Linked DNA regions of Mus musculus: region 1 is linked to region 2. The links are chromatin contacts, called in public ChIA-PET maps. All regions are on one chromosome and are shown on one strand. Each heading gives the region's core, a stretch centred on a gene start, on an enhancer-like site or on the middle of the called end of the contact. The rest is flanking DNA. Distances are from core to core; before and after follow the strand shown. Region 1 overlaps Adck1 (aarF domain containing kinase 1). Region 2 holds the start of Adck1 (aarF domain containing kinase 1).

Evidence for each region. ChIA-PET counts read pairs in DNA pulled down with a chosen protein or histone mark.
Region 1: an RNA polymerase II ChIA-PET map of memory CD8 T cells shows a contact between it and region 2, with 22 read pairs. The contact joins the enhancer-like site here to the promoter of Adck1 in region 2. A contact is called at or near these places in 1 of 15 datasets of contacts at CTCF or cohesin (the G1E-ER4 cell line), 1 of 484 Hi-C or Micro-C datasets (CD4 T cells), 3 of 115 datasets of contacts at active chromatin or transcription factors (embryonic stem cells, large pre-B cells and memory CD8 T cells) and 1 of 9 other capture datasets (liver).

What each region holds. Positions count from the first base shown.
Region 1 is chr12:88,406,764-88,411,749 of GRCm38.p6, reverse strand. All of the region lies in intron 4 of Adck1 (aarF domain containing kinase 1), which reads right to left. Among named protein-coding and RNA genes, the nearest start is that of 3200001D21Rik, 32 kb to the right of the region's middle. Within about 2 kb of position 3,434, at least 45 of the 459 cell types and tissues checked have an H3K27ac peak or open chromatin away from gene starts, as enhancers often do. A contact at or near this core is called in memory CD8 T cells, where this site is marked.
Region 2 is chr12:88,358,532-88,363,523 of GRCm38.p6, reverse strand. It overlaps Adck1 (aarF domain containing kinase 1), which reads right to left and starts at 3,010. Exons shown (of 11, transcript NM_001277297.1): 1 at 2,929-3,010. It also overlaps the pseudogene Gm5655.

The sequences.
Region 1 (4,986 bases), core at 2,185-4,684, 48 kb before region 2:
GTGAATATGTTTTTGTTTTAATCCCAAGTGTGGGATATGAGGCTGCTTCAGAGCAGGTGATTATGATTCACCTGGTGCACTAGCAGGGGCGTGATTTTCTCCAGCTACATAGAGTTTCGTTCTGGGGACTCTGGAGAGCCCCAAGAGGACCTGTGCAGGCTGCTGCTCCCCTTGCTGCTCCTGGTTATTATCGTTGTGGTTTGACAAGACGTTGAAGATATCCTGGCAATGAAGAATGGACTTGCCCCAAAGACCCCAATGCCCCTAGTCAGCAGGAAGTAGCCTAAAAAGGTCTCTGTCCCCTTTCCATGATAACCTTCATCCTCTTTTACATAGTGTGAGGGGTTGGAAGGGATGAGGATGGAATGAGGGTTGGAAGGGAGGCAGAGGTATAAGAACCAAATAAAATAGCTTAAAAAATACGCCAACAAAGCACATTCAATTGCTGTGAGATATCTCATTTTCAGGAGGCTGGCTGTGAAGAAGTTGAAGGTTGAAACAGAGTTTTTGCTATCTATCCCAGGCTACTCACTACGTGTCTCAGGTTAGACTCCAACCTGCAGGAATCCCCTTGTCTCAGCCTTCTGCTGGGCTTACAGGTGTGCACCTCCACTCTCAGTGCACATGACTTGAAAGTGCCTTTCCCTAATGAGCAATATTGAGTGTTTTCCTCAAATTCTTATTAGCCACATATATGTCTTCTTTTGAGAACATCTACCTGTTTCTTGTTGGTTTTTATCTTTGTTGTTTTGAGATAGCAACTCACTGGTTGGCCTAGAACTCACTCTGTAGACCAGGCTGGCCTGAAACTCATAGAGATCCTCCTGCCTCTGCCTCCCTAGTGCTGGGACTGAGGGAATATGCCATCACACTTAACTCTTGGTAAATCATATTTTTCTATTGAAGTGGGAGTAGGAATTTTTTGTTCTGTTTCTGACAAACCATAGATATTATTCCTTTGCTGAAGAGACAGCTTGCAGATACTTTCTTCCACTCTGCAGGTGGTCTCTTCAATCTGCTGACTGTTTTCTATGTAGACGCTTTCTTGTTCTGTTTAGTTCTGTTCCTGTCTATGTTTCTGAGGGTTACCTAAGACATCACTGCCCAGGCAAGGGTTCTGAGGCATTTCAATATGGCGTATATCTTTCAGTCCTTACCACGGCCTTATTAATACACAGGTTCTTTGATCACCCCTGACTACAGACAAGGAAACCAAGGCCCCAAAGATCTTACCCAGGATAGCACAGAGCACCTGGGGCTCAAGCAGGACTCCAATTCCAAGTCAGACAGAGTCTCCACTCACCCGACACTCCTCTGCTAGGTGGTTTTGGATAGTGCCTTGAGGGAACCCCTGAGACCATAAGCCAGCGTAGAGAAGACCAGATGACCAGGCAAAGCACAGGAACCTCCCTGGGGAGCCAGTGAAGGCTTCAAGAAAACAGAAGCAAATTCTAGAATAACATTAAAGAACATTTATTAAAACCTACTATATACCAAGTCTAAGTTGGGCACCATAGAAGACTCAGTACTGGAAAGTAATAAACTACAAGTCCTAAAAAGGGCCGCTGATCCTGACTGGGGGACCTGAGGAAGCCACAGAAGGAAGCTTCATAGGAAAGCTGTACATCAGGACCCCATGTGGGATGGGGCTACCCGCTAAAAGGCAGGTGGTGATGGTTAGACACAGCAGTTCAAACAATGAGAACAAGCCCAATGAGCACACGGGGGTTGCAGGGAGGGGTTGAGGGAAGGGATGGGAATGAGAACAGAATGAAACAGGACACATGCAGGAGACAGCTCAGCAGCTAAAAGCACTCGCTACTCTTACAGAGGACCCAGGTTCAGTTCCCAAAACCCATAGAGTGGCTCTCAACCATCTGTATGCCAATTCCAGGGGATCTGACTCCTGCCTCTGACCACTGTGGGCCTAGGCATGCACATGGTGCATATATATGCACGTAGATAAAAGATTCATACACAGAGAAAAGACAGAGGAGCCCTCGAGCAGCCCAGAAGGACAGGCTGTAAGACAGAGAAACGGTTCCCACAGCTCTTGCTCTTTCCACCATGGGGCTCTCTTCACAGACAGGAGAGCCACCTGAGTCAGGCATAGTGGTACATGCCTTAAATCCCAGCCCTTGGAGACAGAGGAGGTGGATTTCTATGAGTTCGAGGCTGGCCTGGTTTACAGGGTGAAACCCAAAACACCCAGAACTACATAGAGAGACCCTGTCTCAAGAAGAAAAGAAAGGACAAAAAAGTTACAATCAACAGAGGGAAGGTGCCGGGAGGCAAGACTGAGCGGTGGGGGAGAGGGGGCCAGGCTGAGCCAGGGCAGAGCTAGAAAACGGCCGGAGCAGAGACTCAGCAGACAACAAGAGGATCAGATTAAGAAGGACGGGGCTAGGGTTGGGGACATCAAAAAAAGGACTATCCAGGCTGTGTGGCCACTACTCGCCTGCCTCTCCTCCAGTGACTAATGGCAGGCCATCCATTGTGGCTGACATTAATGCTTCCCGCCATCCGTCTCCTACTCATTAAATTACCATTTTATGGCCAAAATCTTTCTCTCTCATAATTGATAAAAATCTCCTTTTGATGTTTGGCATTATTGAGGAAAAATGTTTTTTATTCTTCATTATGTTTTTAATATAAATGTATTTTTTTTTTTTATTGAGATCTGCTGGGAAGGCAGGATGAGGACAAGCCAGGAGGAGGGTAATGCTCCCTTCCCCCTCCCCCTGCTTCTTCATCCCAGCTGCATGGCTACCAGATCCTTCTGTTCCATTCCCAGAACACTCACTTGGTGGCCTTCTTAGCGACAATCTGGGAGACAAGATGGGTGCCAGGACAAACAAAGGTGGCATTCAGGCCAGGAGAAGCAGGTCAAAGGACAGCTGAGCCGAACAATGAGATCCTATAGATGACTGCAGGCCAGTGAGGCAGGCTGACCTCAGCAGGCCCGGCCAGAGTATGAACACCAGGGACCAGGAACCAGGGAGCAAGCACCCCCTCCCCACCCCCCAGGGAGAAGGGCTAACACAATTTCTGCACAGGGGGAGCTCAAGAAATACCATGCCTAACAGGAGGTCAGAGAGTACAGTGCTCTAACAGTCCGCCTGAGCTCACCTTCCCAGTCTACAGAAAAAGAAACAGGAAATAGACCGAGGCCACAAAACTACTATTGTATTGATTCAATGCAAACATCAAGGGTCACGTGAAGGTCCCCTCAAGGGCCACATGGAGAACTGAGGTGGTTCGTCTGTGCTCCGTCCTGCCTAGGTCACTGCGCTCAGATACTGGAGTAAATGTTACTATACATGGATTTTCCGTTTCTTTTCTTTTTTTTTTTTTTTGCCTGGGGACTGACGTCAGAGCCAGAGCCTTGAGAAAGCTAGGCAAGCACTCTTCCACTGAGCTACACAGGAAATCCAAAACCCAGCCCCTGGGTTGTAAGACATTGCCTCACCATGTAGACCAGGCTGGCCTCCAACTCTCAATGCTCCTGTCTCCACCTCCACAGTACTGGGACTACAGACCTTCGCATCCAATTTATTAGTAAAACAGGTTGCCCTCCATATGTGAGTGGGCCTCATGCGATCAGATGATATCCCTGAAGCAAGAGGGGATCCTGCCAGCAGATGGCCTTCACGGTTGAACCTGAACTACACTACTGGTTCTTACTAGGATTCTGGCATGACCGCTCTGCCAGTTTTGGACTTGTCAGCCTAGACAATCACATAATCCAGGTTTTAAACAAATCTATCTTTCTACATATCTATAAACATGCATACATCCGAGATACAATACAATCATGTCTCATTTCTTCAGTGTCTTCTGAATAACCCAGAATAACATAGGAATGAAACTGTTCCCAGCCCTAGTGAAGAGGCAAGAGCCCAAGGGAAAAGCTGCCTGCAGGGGACACTTCACCAAGATTTCCGTGAGCCAGCAGCACTTCTGTGCTCCCTGCCCAGACTATCGCTTCACCTACCTCTCCTTCCTTCCTGTCTTTGTTCTGGTGGGTCCTTGTACCCCACAGTGTTGTCTTTCTGGCCAGGACCACCATGTTGAATAAGCAGCTGACATCTTTAGGGCAGGAGTTTCCTATCTTTTCTGAACTTTTGATTCAACCCAGAACAAAACATGACCAATCATCCTCCACGTGCCCCTGTGAGCTCATACAAAAATGAATGTATGTACCTGGTATACAACAGCACCCCTATATCTCTTCTGAATCTCCACAGAAATTCCAGCCTCATGTTCCACGGAGAACACTAAGTCCCTATAACATATAGCACTCATGAAAACACATTGCATCCATCCCTAGCAACTATTAACAACAAAATAAAGTCAATTCTATATCCCTGCACCCCTGGTAGGGGAGTTCAATGACAAAAGACAGACATAAACATGTTTCAGAGGTCACAAACCAAGCAAGGGCTTCCCTTAAGAAAGGCTGGTGTTTCTAGACTCAACTGTAGCCAGTGACGTCATTCTCTTTAACTTCTCCTAAAATTTTAGGGGTGAAGGAGCCTCTGTCCATGGTTTCCATTTTGCTTGCTCTGTTTTCTTTTCCTTTATTTCAGTATAGCCTCACTCACATATCGCAGGCTGGCCTCAAACTCATGATCCCAGCATCTCGAGAACTACGATATGGATGTCCATACCGTGTCTACGTGCTTGGATCATCTGTAAACATGTTACATCCTGACTCGCTTGTGTCCGTGGAGAGACATGCCTATGCAGGAGTGTGTCTGCAATTAAAGACGGCAGTGCCAGTGTAGCTGACAAAGATGGCAGTGCCAGTGTAGCTGATAATCATTATGATCACTTCCTGGGCGCCACTAACCCTGAACTCTGCTTACTTTACTTGCCCACTTATAAAAAATAACCACATCTGCTGGACATGAGGGCGCATGCCTTTAATCCCAGCACTTGGGAAGGGGAGGAAGGCAGATCTCTGTGAGTACAAGGCCAGCCTGG
Region 2 (4,992 bases), core at 1,761-4,260:
TGCTTGTGTCTGTATATCTCTATGTGTGTCTGTGTACAAGTGTATGTGCATGTGCACAGGTGCCCATGGAGGTCAGAAGGGGCTTATCAGATGCCCTAGGGCTAGAGTTACACTTGGGAGCCACCCAGTGTGGGTTCTAAGAACCAAACTCAAGACCCAGGAATAAGCAACAAGTCTGAGCTCACATCCATAGGCCATCTATCTCTCCAGCCCCATCTTCTCTCTCTTTTTTTTAATGACATCTCTTTTATAGGGATGGACCTCAAGTCACTAAGGTCCTTGCTACTGGCTTGAAGTAAATACAACTGCTGCAGACAGAAACTCTCATTTCTGACCTGCAACCAAGCCCCAAGAGAGCCAAGTCTGTGGAAGGCAGTGTCTGGAGCTCTGGAAATCAATAGCATGTCAAAGATCAAGCAATAGTCCTCACTAGAAATAACACATTTGAGCCCGAAGCAGTGGTATAGCTGCTTAATCATCAAATCAATGACAGTGAACTCTGTCTCAGGGCCAGAGGAGACACCCCAGTTCCTCATGAATCCATGTGTTCAGGAAGCCGGACAAGTAGGTGATCAATTAAAAATGTCCATCTCGGGGGCTGGAGAGTTTGCTCAGCAGTTAAGAGCACACACGGCTGCTCACAACTGTCTGTAACTCCAATTTCAAGAGATCAGACACTCCCTCAGACCTGCATGCAGACAGTGCACATGAAATCAAAATAAATAAATAAATCCTCTTTTAAAAGCCCATCTCAAGGATAGAACTAATGAAGAAACCAAGCACTTATGTAAATAGACTTCCCAACTACCATCTACTCCCTGCCCCTCCTCAGGTGACACCCTGAGAATGCAGGTCTGAAATTACATCCCCACTCACCCCCACCTCCACACCACCTCGGTGAAGAAGAGAACCCTGCTGAGGGGAGTCATTTAGGAAGAAAACTCTATTTGTCCCCAACAGTGACCCTGGCTACCTTCCATTTCCTATAGAGATTATTGGGCAAATATACATTTTGTTTTTGTTTTTCTTTCTGGAACACTTTCCAAACCAGAAAAGACCCAAATATACTCTTGGAGAAAGCAGGCAATGACGAATCCATGCCCAGGAACATGGCCTGAGGAGGCTCCCAGTCTTCCCCATCCTACAGTTAGGTAACGTTCAATGCAAGAGTGAGTTTTAACTACACTTCTTAGTGTGTAATGGACAGAACTTGCTTGGATCAATACTAATTAAACTAAGGAATCCCAGACCAATGCCAAGGTTTCTCAGCAGATAAGCAAGATAAATCTCCCCCAGCACAAGAGAACTTTTTCCACTCAGCTCACCTTAGGAAGGGGGACTAACAACTCAAGGGCAAGAGCAGCGGGCAGCAGGTAAGAGAAGTGAGTGAGCTTCCAGAAGTGCTCAAATAAATAGCTCACATAACTTGCACAACTAGATTCTCAAGTACAGACCACTGGAGCTTCACTCTACAGACAAGGCAGTAGAAGAAATTGCCCAAAGGAGCCAAGGGAACAAATGCTAGAGTCCACGTGTGTCTGTGCCGCCAACAGAGTGCATATGAACAAGGAATTGGCTGGAGTGGCCAGTGGTTCTCTGTCTCGGACATTTAGTCCTAGATAACCCAGGCAGGGTGTGTCCTACTGGGAGACAAGACAGGGATGGATGGCTATACCAAGCACTCTAGCCATTCACCAGTCCAGTCTCTGGCAAGGAGGGGACTGAGGGGGTATGTTTGGAAAGAAATAAAGTGTGATAAATTCTCTCAGAAGTTAAAATCTCACACCATAAGGCCCGTTGAGTATCAGCCAAATACCACAGTAAAATAAGAGAGAATATAATCCAGGATAAAAAGGACCCAGGTGGCAAAACTACATGGATATATGTACATAAAGTAATGGGGTTGGGTTGCAGTGTGTAAAGCAGGTGCCATGAGTGCTACAACTACAATATCGAAGCTAGCCACAGGGACACAACCACCCCCCACCCCACCCCCCACCCCCACACACACACACCATAACCCAGTGTGACAAATCGATATGGACTTTTTCTTATAAAATAGCATTCAAACTTATAGTCCCCGGGGTAGCGACATGGCATCTCCTGGGTTCATGTTGGACATGCCGATCCCAGAGTTCAAATATCACACTAAAATCAGAAGTTTAAAGAGGAAGTGGGCTGAATTCTGTGTAGTAACAAGCCCTCCACATCACTCTGCTGCACACTACATACACACAGCCTGTGAACCACAGTGACAAGAAGACGCTTAAAGAAAAATTGTCACAGGACAAAATCCAATTCCTAGCAACTCCGCAACTATATCTTGAGCGCCTACTAAGCGCTAAGCTTCTCACTTTCGTGGCAAGTAAATGTCAACGAAGTCTGGGACAGCTGTACTATGAAAGTCTTCTCTCCGCACATCTGCTGGAAGCACTGGAAGTCTCCAAGGTACTGGGGAGTTAAGGAGACTGGAGCCTGTAGCAAGCCTAGGTGACCTGACTTCTGGGGAGGCCCCTGCTCTTCACCACTCCACGCTCATCGCCCCAGCTACCTCTGCGTGGGAGCCCACAAGGTCACCGATGTCTGAAGGCTGCCGGCGGAGCCACTCGTAGCCCCTCTTCACCTCTGCCTACTCCAGGGCACGCAAGGTTGGGCCACCCAAGTGGCCAGTCCACACTAAGGACCTCTAGGACACCGAGCGAGAGAGTCACAGCCAAGGGGGCGGGGCACTGCGAGTCACCTGAACCACGTGGTTTCGCCAGCTAGGGTGACAGGGTCACAGGCTCGAGTTTCCTCCCAGCTTCGTCTGGGCGGCAGAGCCTGAGCTCAAACGTCGCGGAGCACATCTGCACCGGACCCACCGCTCTCCACGTCCCGCACAATCTGGCAGCGGGATTGGCCAGGACTCTGTGCGCGGGTGCTACTCACCAGAGGGTAGGGAAGCTGCGCCGCGCAGCCCGGAACCCAAATTCCAGGAAACAGTGCTTTCGCCACCAGAGCGCCTACAGAAGCCGGTGCCGCGAGGCCTGCCGGGATTTGTAGTTCTTTTCTGTTCCTTAGACTAGAGGCCACAGCTGTGGTCCCTGAGCCAGAGGAAAACCTTTCCTTGTCTGCTAAGATACCGACAAAGAATCATACTGAGAATAATTTAAGGAGTCAAAGTATAGATCCATGTTTAATGGATGATGTAATTCTGGATCTGTAGATTTTAAGTAGGCATTAGATTCTAATTAGAATTCTAATGAGTGAGTCAGCTATTCCTGTTGAAACGAAGACCTTGAGAGAAATGAAATGAAACCTTGTTTCAGTGGAGAGAATTGTAGGAGAGGTTAAATATTTCTGTGAAAATTGCCATTATTATACGGAAGCAAAGCGAAGTCTCTGGTTTGACAAAATGCCTATTATCACTATTCATCTGAAATGCTTTGCTGCTACTGGAGTTTGATTGTTATGGTGGTGGACTTTCCAAGACCAACACTCCTTTGTTGATACCTCTTAAGCTGTCACTAGAAGAATGGAGCACCAAGCCGACTAATGACAGCTATGGATTATTTGCTGTTGCAATGCACAGTGGCATTACTATTAGTAGTGGGCACAAACTCTACTGCATCTGTTAAAGTCCCTGGCTTTTAACAGTCTAGAACTCGATGAGGGGAATTTTGTGGTTGACCAGATGTGTGAAATAGGTAAGACAGAGCCACTGAATGAGGAGGAAGCAAGGGGGTGGCTGAAAATTATGACGATGAAGTATCAATTAGATTTGGTGGAAAAGGTTTTGAACAACAACAATAAAAAAAATGTAGAAGGTATTGGACTTCTTGGAGGACAAAAGAGCAAAGCAGACTATGAGCTGTCCAACAAAACATCTAATCCTGATAAGGTGGTTGGGACCCCATTCACTGACAATAGAAATTCTGAAACTAATGATACTAATGGGACCCACGAATCTGACAGGAACGAAGACTCCAGTGACCCAACAGGCGTTAACATGAATGGAGTTGAGAATGAAATTTCCTATGCAGTGCAAAACTTAAAGGAGTATGAGGGGAAGTAGTTGCTTTTTGATGATTCTAAAGCAAAAGTTACATAATAGAAAGACTTTCTGAGTTCTCTTTGCCCTTCTACATCTCCTACATCAACTTCCTACTTGCCATTCTATAAAAAATTATAGTGAGTATATTTTCCCTGTAAATATTAAACAGACACGGACAGATGTTGGTAAAGTTGATTACATCTAAGGGTCTTTAGTTTATCTTTTGAAGCTATTGGATATTATTGGTCTCTCGAGGCTTTTACATACTTTTTACCTATTTTTTAAATACTGAAAACCATGTTGACTTTTTAGAATCATTTTCCTTACTACAGACAAGTGATGGATAAGCTGGGAACCAACTTGTCTAGATTCTAAATGATCCAAAATGGAAACTTGAAACAATTAACACTTTTGGATTTACATGATCTTTTGTGTTTGCTTTTTAAAATACAGTGCTTGTATTTGTATTCTCCATATTTTGGAGTAATTATCTATATGATGGTTATTGGTCTGGCTTTTTCACCCAAGAAACCATTTCATTCAGTATATTTAGTGTTATAATAGCCATGAAGCCAAATCTTTGGGCTGTGTCAGAGACACAAAGTCTAGAATATGTATATTCACAATGGTGTATATTTTGTGCCTTGAATAACTTTGGAAAGTGCCTCAGAAAACCTGGCAATCCCCTCTATCTTCATAAGAATTTTATATGTATTTATGAAGATGACTCTGTACTCTAGTCAATCTTTTTTGGCATGACCAATTTATATCTCTTCATATTCATTCTGTATGATCTGTACATAGTACACCAACTTAGAGGTGTGACTGTTAAGTTATTTAAAAACAAACAAACAAAGCTGGAGGTCAAAAAAATTAAACTGTTTAACAACAACAGCGAGAGAGAGAGAGAGAGAGAGAGAGAGAGAGAGAGAGTTAGCAAGGGCTGGAGAGATGGCTCA